2 separate regions of the Macaca mulatta genome follow, and region 2 is linked to region 1. A link is a contact called in public Hi-C data. All regions are on one chromosome and are shown on one strand. The core of a region is the stretch at or near the end of the contact, and the rest is flanking DNA. Distances in the headings are between cores, read along the strand shown. Region 1 overlaps AGAP3 (ArfGAP with GTPase domain, ankyrin repeat and PH domain 3). Region 2 holds the start of GBX1 (gastrulation brain homeobox 1).

Region 1 (4,401 bases), core at 680-3,179:
TAATGCAGGAGACAGACCCCACTAGGAAGATGGCAGGAGACGACGCTCAACCACAGCTGTGGCCTCCTTCCCAGGAGAAACCTACTCCCTCTAGTGAGAACCCTATAAAGACGCCCTTACTGGCTCAGGCTCTCTCCCTCAAACAACACACAACAGCAATGGGACTAGCGTACTCTAAGGCTAAGGCCCTCGGGCTCTGGAGATGCCCTGGAGTCATCCTCAATTCCCCCCCCCACCCCCCGCCACCTCCGTCCCCAGTCCCCAACACACAGATCAAAGAAATAACCAAGTGTGAGGGATGGACCCAGCTCCCCACCCCTGTCCCAACTCCCCTCACCCCACTGGGTGTGCTTGCCTCTCCCAGGCAACAGCTGGGAATGGGAGGCAGGGGTCATTCAGGACTAGGGAGTGCCACAGTGGAGACCAGGGGCAGATCCAGGACCAACATCACCATCTGTGGGCCCCCATCCTCCAAAACCCCCACCTCAAGAGGGCTGAGAAGAGGCAGTGCTCCCTGGAGACTTCAAGGCAAAAATCCCACAAAAGGAAGAGGAGCACAGGTAGATCCACAAACAGGGGGCTGAGTGTGGGGCTCACCCTTAGCTGGGAGAGCAGAAAGGGCAGCACCCCCAGCAGGGACCCTTGAAAAAGCAGACTCTGCCCATACTTAGAGAAGGGGGCACCCAGAGAGGGAAGAGGCCCCAGGATGGCATCTCCTTTAGGAATGGAGAGCCCGCCGGCAGACAGCCAACAACACGGGGACTAAGAGATGTAGGCACAGGGAAATGGCAGTCCCTTGTCTGCAGCTCGTGGGTTAGGGTTAGGGTTAGGGTTAGGGTTAGGGTTAGGGTTAGGGTTAGTGACACCCAGTGGTAGGGGGTGAATATGGGATTCAACTGCACCTTCCTCCTCTAAGTTTTTCCTAATAGAAGGCTCAACCCTAGATGGAAGCAATTAGGGTAAAAGTGATTCCCGTTTCCTGGACCTCTCCCCTCCCCAACAGATGGGGGACGGGTGGAGGCCAGAAAGGGCACCCACTTCCAGCGGCCCTAGCAGCTGTGACATCAGTTGCCGACTTCCCAGCACATTTCACATCCTTGCTGCTCCTCTTCCGGCCACACCAGGGCCAAATGCCATTGCGGGAGGTGCGAGCATGCGGGCTGGAAGCTGAAGTACATGGCCATGGGCAGACACATCCTGCTACCTGGCCCCCTTGGCCTGGGAGACCCTACCTTCGAAAGGGGCTTCTGAAGACAAGCAGCATTAAGGGGGCCTTCCACAAGGCAAGCAGGCCCTGCCTCGTGGTCTGTGAAGGAGTCTTCCAGGTCGGCTGGGCCTTGGTGACCTGCCTCTGGGTGTGTTATTCCTGTCACTGGCCAGGGACCAGGTGCACCGAGAGCTCAGAAGCAGTCAACTATTCCCCCTCCGCTGCGACCCTCGGGCTCTGGAGATGCCCTGGAGTCATCCTCAATCCCCTGCCCCCGACCCGCCCCCAACACACAGATCGAAGAAATTACTAAGTGTGAGGGAGGGACCCAGCTCCCCGCCCCTGTCCCGACTTCCCCCACCCCACGGGGTGCGTGCTTCCCTCTCCCAGCCTTCAGCGGGAGACTCCACGGCCGGCCCCGGCCCCCGCCCAGCTCCGCTCCCAGCTCCAGCGGCCTGGAACGTGGAGCCGCTCAAGACCTGCAATGCGCGCAGTTTCTCTTGATAGTCAGGGTGGGAACGGGTCTCCACACCTTTCCGACCCAGACACGTGTGGCTCCTCCCTCCTCGCAGAGAATGTGATCGTGGCGGGGGGGTCCCTCCTCCACCCTGAACGCCCCGGTCCTCGGCAGCGCCCTCCCCGGGCGGAGGCGGGGCCGGGGGCGCGGGCGGAACGACCCGGCTGCTCAGCCCCGCCCTGCTCACCCGCCTGCTCACGGAAGCGGACGGGAGGAAACTCGCCTAGCCCGCGCCTCTCCCCACTCCCTCTCCAAAGAAGCTACAGGGGTTCCTGCTCCCTCCCCGGCCGGCCGGCTGCGCACGGCGGAGCAGGAAGCAATCTGGGGCGGAATGGGAGCGGCGCGGAGGCGCGGAGGCGACAGCCCCCAGAGGACCCGTTCCCGCCGCCGCCTCCCTCCCAGCTCCGCCAGCCGACTTAATTGCGGAGTCCGGATTGATTGGGAATGCAAATGGCAACTGAAATGCAATCTCCACTCCCAGCAGGAGCTGGGGGGGAGGGGAAGGAACAGAACCGGGAGAACGGGACAGGAGGGCGGAGCAAGGAGGGGCTACAGATCTGGCGGGGCTGGACCGGTGGCAGCAGGGAGGTCCGAGAGCGGGGAAGCGCCAGAAATGGCCACCAAGCTGGAAGAAGACAACGGATGCGCCCCGCCCCTAGCGAGTGATCGTTACAGAACGGGAAGGAGCGGGCACCCCTTATAGGGTGTCACTGCATCAGGCACAAGCCTCTGACACCTGCCCCCAGCAGGCGGCACCCCTCTGGGCTGTGTAGCTAGAGGGTCTTCCTACTGAGCGTCCCTGAGATTTAGGGGTGAAAACACCAGTGACCTACTGACTCTAAGACTGGACCCCAGGTTCAAGTTCACAGGGCTTCCTCCCCAACCCAACATCTCTCCTTCCTTCCCATGTGAGAGATTCAGGGAATAAGTCAGCCCCTGATGACCACAACTCCCAGTGAGGAAAGGGAGCACGTACAACCCTAAGGAAAGCGGTCCCATTTTCGTAGTGAATTCGGTGAAGTGTGTCCACACACCCACTCACCGCCCACGCCCTCCCTTGCACTCCCCATCTCCAAGTAGGGAGCTGAGAAGCCTACGCCCAAAGCACAGGGCATCATCTAGCAGGGGCCCCCACAAAGGAGGTGCCCGGAGAGAGGGGACCAAATGAGCAACAGGTTTGTGCAGGGTCTGATTCTGCCCAAAGACACACACACACACACACACACAGGCACTCCATGAACGAACAGTGAAGCCTCTGGCTGCTGTCACTGTGCTCTTGGCTTTTCAGGGGGCCTCCCAGTAGGCTGGCCCAACTGGAGTGGTCACTGTCAGACATAAATGCAATGAACATTTCAAGGAGGGGTGAGCGGAAACAATACAGATCACTGCATGGGACCCTGTGGGACCCTGCCCTCTGGGACACTACCCTGCTTGGGACTCTTCATTCTAAATGGACTTTCGCAGGGGGTCAGAAACCCCCAGCCTTAACGAATGAATCCTGGTCACACTGGCCCCTCCTCACAAGCGGTCACACTGCCCATGAGTCCCAGCCCAGGAGAGCCACACCTGACCGCAGGCCTTGCAACGCTGGGCTCAGGTGCTCTGGCCACATCAGCCTCCTCCGTGGTCAAAACGTGGCAGTACAGCTACCTATGTACGTGGCTTCTCCAGCCACCGGATCCCAAGAAATTCTGTGCCAATTGCCCCCGTCCTTATGGGCACCCCAGCCCCTCAGGCTCTTGCCCACACGCCAAAGACACACCTCCCCATTCTACTCCAGCAGCTCTGGCTCAACACACCAGAGAGACGCCCTCTGTGGGGCAATGCCCTGTCCAGTGCAGGAACCCAAGACCAGAGGTCTGGCAGAAGGCAGGCCCACTGCTCCCAGAACTGACTAGAAAGGAGGTGGGAGAGGTGAGGAGGTAGAGTCTCAACTTTTTTCTTTAAAGACGATCAGAGGCCCTTATTAACAAAACCATGCCAACAGACCTAGCGCTGGACTAGCCCTCAGTATCCCCTTCCACGCAAGGCTCCTCGGGTTGCTCATTTTCCTTAGCCACTCAACCCTCTCCAGACCCAACTCCAGAACCAGCGGGACAGGCTGAGCGACTGGCTGAACACGGCAGGTAGCTCTCTGCTGCCCTCCTGTGGTGATCAGAAGGTTCAGGCAGATCTAGCGGCCAGAAGTTGGCGGCGCAGGGAAGGCGGCTTCTCACGGGAGAGCCTGTCCCTTGTTAAGGACTCCACCTGGGAGGGTGGTGCTGGCCTCTGATGCCATCTCCCCCATGAGAAGAGGCTCTGGGAAGAGCCACATTCCTGGGCCTCATTCTGAGCCCTGGAGCACACGGGAAGAGAAGCGCTGACCTGCTTGATGGGGATGGCGCGGCCGCTCCCGATGCTGTCCACCTTGCACTCGGCGGCCTTCTTCTCCCGGTCCAGGTCAGCACCCTTCCGAGACTAGAAGAGAAAACAAAAGGCGTGTTAAAGAGGCCCAGGGTCTGCCGAGAACTGCCCACCTGGACTTCCCGGCCTCCCTCCTGCCTCCCACCTCCTGGGCAGCCCTAGCAGTGGGTCGGGCCAGGGCGGCGGGACGGGAAGGAACTGAGACCACGAGTATTCCAACGGGTTTATTCTTACACACGGCACCATACAGAGCAGCACAGGTCACTGAGCCGGG
Region 2 (4,401 bases), core at 1,177-3,676, 43 kb before region 1:
AATAATTTGTCAAGTCAATAAGCCTCTGTTATGTATCCACCACCGATAAGCCCTCTCACTTTAAAAATACAATATACTTTTGAAGCTTGGTCTTCCATGTTGGTCTGGGAAAGTGCTTGGTTAATTTAGCAAAGGGGTGTTCCGAAGAGTATCTTTAGACAAGTCCTTTAGTAGTGAGTTGGAGTTAAGCTAAGGCACCTCTTCTTTCTCCATTGCGACATCTTACCACCAGACTTGTTTCTTAGAAACTGCACTGGCTGAATGTGGAGCCCAAGGTAGATCAAGACTGCATGGAAATGACATTCTTCTCTGTTCATCTCTCTGATGAATTGTCAGTTAAGGCATAACCAAAAAAATCCTTTCTTGAGTCCTGCCCCCCTCCTCAGTCCACCCTGGTGACAGTGTCTTTGAAGGTACTGATTTAAATACATCAGCCTGACATTAACAGTGTTCACTAGGCTAACACAACACTCCTAATTTGGAACAAATGTCACTGAGACCCAGAGTTCCCTCCTGCCCTGCTCTGTCTTGGCCGGGCAATCCTGGAATTTGTGTAGGTTTTTGTCCTCCCTGGAGCCAAATCACTTCCCCTATCTAGACTGCATCTTCCTAAACTTGCCTGGCTTTGCTGTTATTAATTTTAATATTAATTTTAACCAGCTTGGCTCTACCTAGCCTTACCTGAATAACAATTTCCTTGTGACCAGATGACACTCACTGTAGCTGGCCAGCCTTGCCCTGTGTCCTGAAGCTTGGGTCACTCTTCTGTTGACTTGCCTGTCTTGTCTCTTGCCCACTAACCTGAGGTGGCTATCAAGTCAAAGTGTCTGTGACTTTTGCCTCTAGATTGACAACTCTACCGCTCGGAATTGGGAGGAGGAGGAGGACGGTAAAAGGCGCCACCATTTCTGTGTCTCAGAAGGGGGGAGGTGAGAGTCATCTGCAATTAGCGGATAATTAGCGCTACTGACCCTTGGGGCTCATCAGCGCTCCTGGGGCCAGCCCCCAGCAATCAGCCAGGGCAGGTCGGGAGTGTCAGGCCCAGGAATGAATAGGGCTCATCAGCGGCGCTGGAGCTGGGGAGCCAATCAGGGAAAATTAATAGCAGAAGAGAGGGAGAGAGAGCGAGGGAGGGAGACAAGAGATAGACAGACAGACAAGAGATACAGATAAAGGAGAGAAATGAGAAAAATCGAGTAACAGAGACTGGGATAAGGAGTAAGAGATGGGAAAGAAATAATCAGAGAGGAATAGGAATAGAAACGAGGACGGGAAAGGGAAGAGGAGTGGGAGGAAGAAAAAGAATGTAAAGGATGGGAGAAAGATGGAGGGAAAAGGTCAGAGGAATGGTAAGTACTTGGCATAGTGTGGGCACTCAAGGAAATTACCCAGAGGCAAGAGAAAGGGACTAGGGGAAGTTGGAGATGGAGGAGGAGGAGGGAATGAGGAAGAAGGTGAAGAGCCAATGCCAAGAGAATAGAGACCAGAGGCCAGAGTGCCAATGGGGCAGACAGGAGGAAAGGGGCCCCATAAGAGTAGCGCTAAGCCATAGTACCGGGCGGGCGCAGCGCGCCCCCTGTCGGCCCCGCCTCGCCTCCCTCAGCCCCGCGCTCTCGCTGGAGGGGGCGGCGGCCGTGCTGTCCTGCCAGTCGCCCCCGGGCTTGCTCTGGGGACCGCCACAACGTCCGCTCCACGGGCGGGGGAGGGGTGTCGGAGCTGGGAGGCACGCCGGGGAATGACTCGCGGCCCGACGGAGGGCCGCGGCCTGGAGCAGAGGGGCGCTGTGGTCCGGCGCCGCTGCCTGTCCCTGCTGGTGCGCCCTCTCCGCCTGCCGCCCGGTGTCCCATCCACGCTTGGCCCCGCTGCCCCGTCGGAGCCTGGGCCACCTCTCGCTTGCCCTCCGAGCCGGGCCGAGCTCGGGCCGGGTGGGCTGAGTTGGGGGTGGACTGGGTGGAGGGAAGGGGACCGGCCCAGCAGCTGCCGCCGCCTTCTCGTCGGCCGCAAACTTTCACAAAGCGGCGTGTCCGGCCTCATCAATCTCCATTAATAATAGTTGGTTGGGCCGCGGGGGGCGGGTGGGGGTCCCGGGCCGGCCGGCCAGGCCGCTGGGAACGGGTACTGCGGAGGGAGCGGGAGCTGGGCGCGGCGGCGGCGGGCGGAGGGAGGAAGTGAAGCGTAATTTGAGGAAGATGGATGAGTCCGGAGGGCGACACCCCCAGCCCGCCCGCTCGCCCGCCCCCTCCCTCCTTATGAGAGAGAGGGTGCGCGGCGCCGGAGCCACACTGCGCCGATCCCGCGCCCCGCCGCCAGCTCGGCCCGGGAGCCAGGGAGCGAGCCCTGCGTGTCCGCGCGGGGCGCCCGAGCCGCGGGGCGCAAGGAGGCGCCCGGAGGGGAGCGCCCCGGGGCGGCCGCAGCTCCGAGCAAGATGCAGCGGGCCGGAGGCGGTGGTGCCCCCGGGGGCAACGGCGGGGGCGGCGGCGGGGGCCCGGGCACTGCCTTCTCCATCGACTCCCTGATCGGGCCGCCGCCGCCGCGCTCCGGCCACTTGCTGTACACCGGCTACCCCATGTTCATGCCCTATCGGCCGCTCGTCCTACCGCAGGCACTGGCCCCCGCGCCGCTGCCCGCTGGTCTCCCGCCCCTCGCCCCGCTAGCCTCCTTCGCCGGCCGCCTTACCAACACCTTCTGCGCGGGGCTGGGTCAGGCTGTGCCCTCGATGGTGGCGCTGACCACCGCGCTGCCCAGCTTCGCGGAGCCGCCCGACGCTTTCTACGGACCCCCAGAGCTCGCTGCCGCCGCTGCCGCCGCCGCCACTGCCGCCCGAAACAACCCTGAACCAGGCGGCCGACGCCCAGAGGGTGGACTGGAAGCCGATGAGCTGCTGCCGGCCCGCGAGAAAGTGGCAGAGCCCCCACCGCCTCCGCCTCCGCACTTCTCAGAGACTTTTCCAAGTCTGCCCGGTAAGTGCTAGGGCCGACCAGGGCGGGCGGGAGGCCGGTTCACCTGGAAATTCCAGACAGGAACCTGCTCGGAACCTCGGCACCTGCCTGGAACCTGGAAGTCCCATACCTTTAGATCGCGCGCAGGTTCTGACTCTAATTCAGTTCCAAATACAGCTTCTTTAGATCCCAGAATCCCCGCCCTGCTCTGTCCCCACAGCCCTGAAGGCTAACCAAAGACTTTCCAGTGCTCCCTTCACATTAGTGCCTTTCCCTCAGCATCCTAGCCATCAAGCCTTGGCCCTGGCTCCTTTTCAGAATTCCTTCATTTTTTTTTTTTGTCTCCTCTGCCAGGGGTAGACAAGCTACAAGGATGGGATTTCCGGGGGCACCAAGATGGGGGTATGTTGGAGCAGCTGTCAGTTCAGGCACGTTCTGGCTTCTAAGGAGATCATACTGACCCTAAAGGCTCAAAGGATAGGAATAGGGTCTGTGGATGCAGGGGCAAAATGTGTGGGGGTGGGGGGGCGGGGGGGGGACGGGGGTCTTAAAGCCCTGACTTATGAATTGGCAGATTCAGAGCTAAGCCTTGAAGAACTGAGTAGAGGACCAAAGAGAACACTAGCTACGGGAGGCCTAGCACACGCTGGACAAGTGCTGACTAGGAGACCAAGAGAGAGGCTACAGGATGGGCTGAGTTGGGTGTGGCCCAAAGATCTAGGGTGCAGAACCCAGCTAAGATTCAGCCGACAGATAATTCAAGGGCCCTGGACCCTCCATGAATGGTGCCTCTCCATAGAGGCAGGGTGTATTAAACTGAACCTTGTTTAGAGTCAATTCAATTAGAGCCCTCCTGACCTCTCTATTGGTCCTTAATTCCTAGAAGCCAGATAAGCTTTCTTCTGGCTAGATAGATTCAGGTGTTCTGAGTTCAAAAGCTTATACAATTTACTGGGCCCTATTTAAGAAAAATAGGGACCACTTGCAAGTGTGGGGACTCTGATGCTTCAACATCTTTAGCATCAGAATGGAACCGTTTCTGCTCAACCATTCATTGCATCCAGCTTAGAGGTGGAAATGACCCCAGTAGGTCTGGGGGCTGACTTGAACAGAGACAAGAAGGGAATGCAAGAGTCCTTTTGTCCTTTGCCAGCAGAGGTAATTCTTGATTATCAGTTTTTGGGCCCTTTCTGACATTGTCCAAAGGGTTAATCACTCTTTCAGACCCCAAGAGCTACCATAGGGCCTGTCTTCCTATTCTTTTCTCCTTTTGCCCTGGCATTTTGCTTTTTGGGGATTCAGCTGTTGTTTTCTTTTTTGTACCTGGTTGGATCAGGAAGACCCAGTAACTGAAGTCAGAATAGCATCCTCTAAGGGGGATCATAAGGAAAAGATAGAGCAGCAACTGGAAGGTGGAAAAAAATGTCCACAAGATAAAAGGGCCCAGGGTGGGAGCCTGGAA

Evidence for each region. A called contact is a pair of places that touch in the nucleus more often than the background predicts.
Region 2: a contact with region 1 is called in a Hi-C map of CD4 T cells, with 3 times the contacts expected there. The contact joins the promoter of GBX1 here to the enhancer-like site in region 1. A contact is called at or near these places in 5 of 14 Hi-C or Micro-C datasets (CD4 T cells, fetal cortex germinal zone, fetal cortical plate and 2 more).

What each region holds. Positions count from the first base shown.
Region 1 is chr3:190,553,694-190,558,094 of T2T-MMU8v2.0, reverse strand. It overlaps AGAP3 (ArfGAP with GTPase domain, ankyrin repeat and PH domain 3), which reads right to left. Exons shown (of 16, transcript XM_028846480.2): 9 at 4,089-4,181. Among named protein-coding and RNA genes, the nearest start is that of TMUB1, 35 kb to the right of the region's middle. Within about 2 kb of position 1,929, at least 6 of the 40 cell types and tissues checked have an H3K27ac peak or open chromatin away from gene starts, as enhancers often do. A contact at or near this core is called in CD4 T cells, where this site is marked.
Region 2 is chr3:190,596,869-190,601,269 of T2T-MMU8v2.0, reverse strand. It overlaps GBX1 (gastrulation brain homeobox 1), which reads left to right and starts at 2,426. Exons shown (of 2, transcript XM_015135300.3): 1 at 2,426-2,960. The coding sequence starts at 2,426.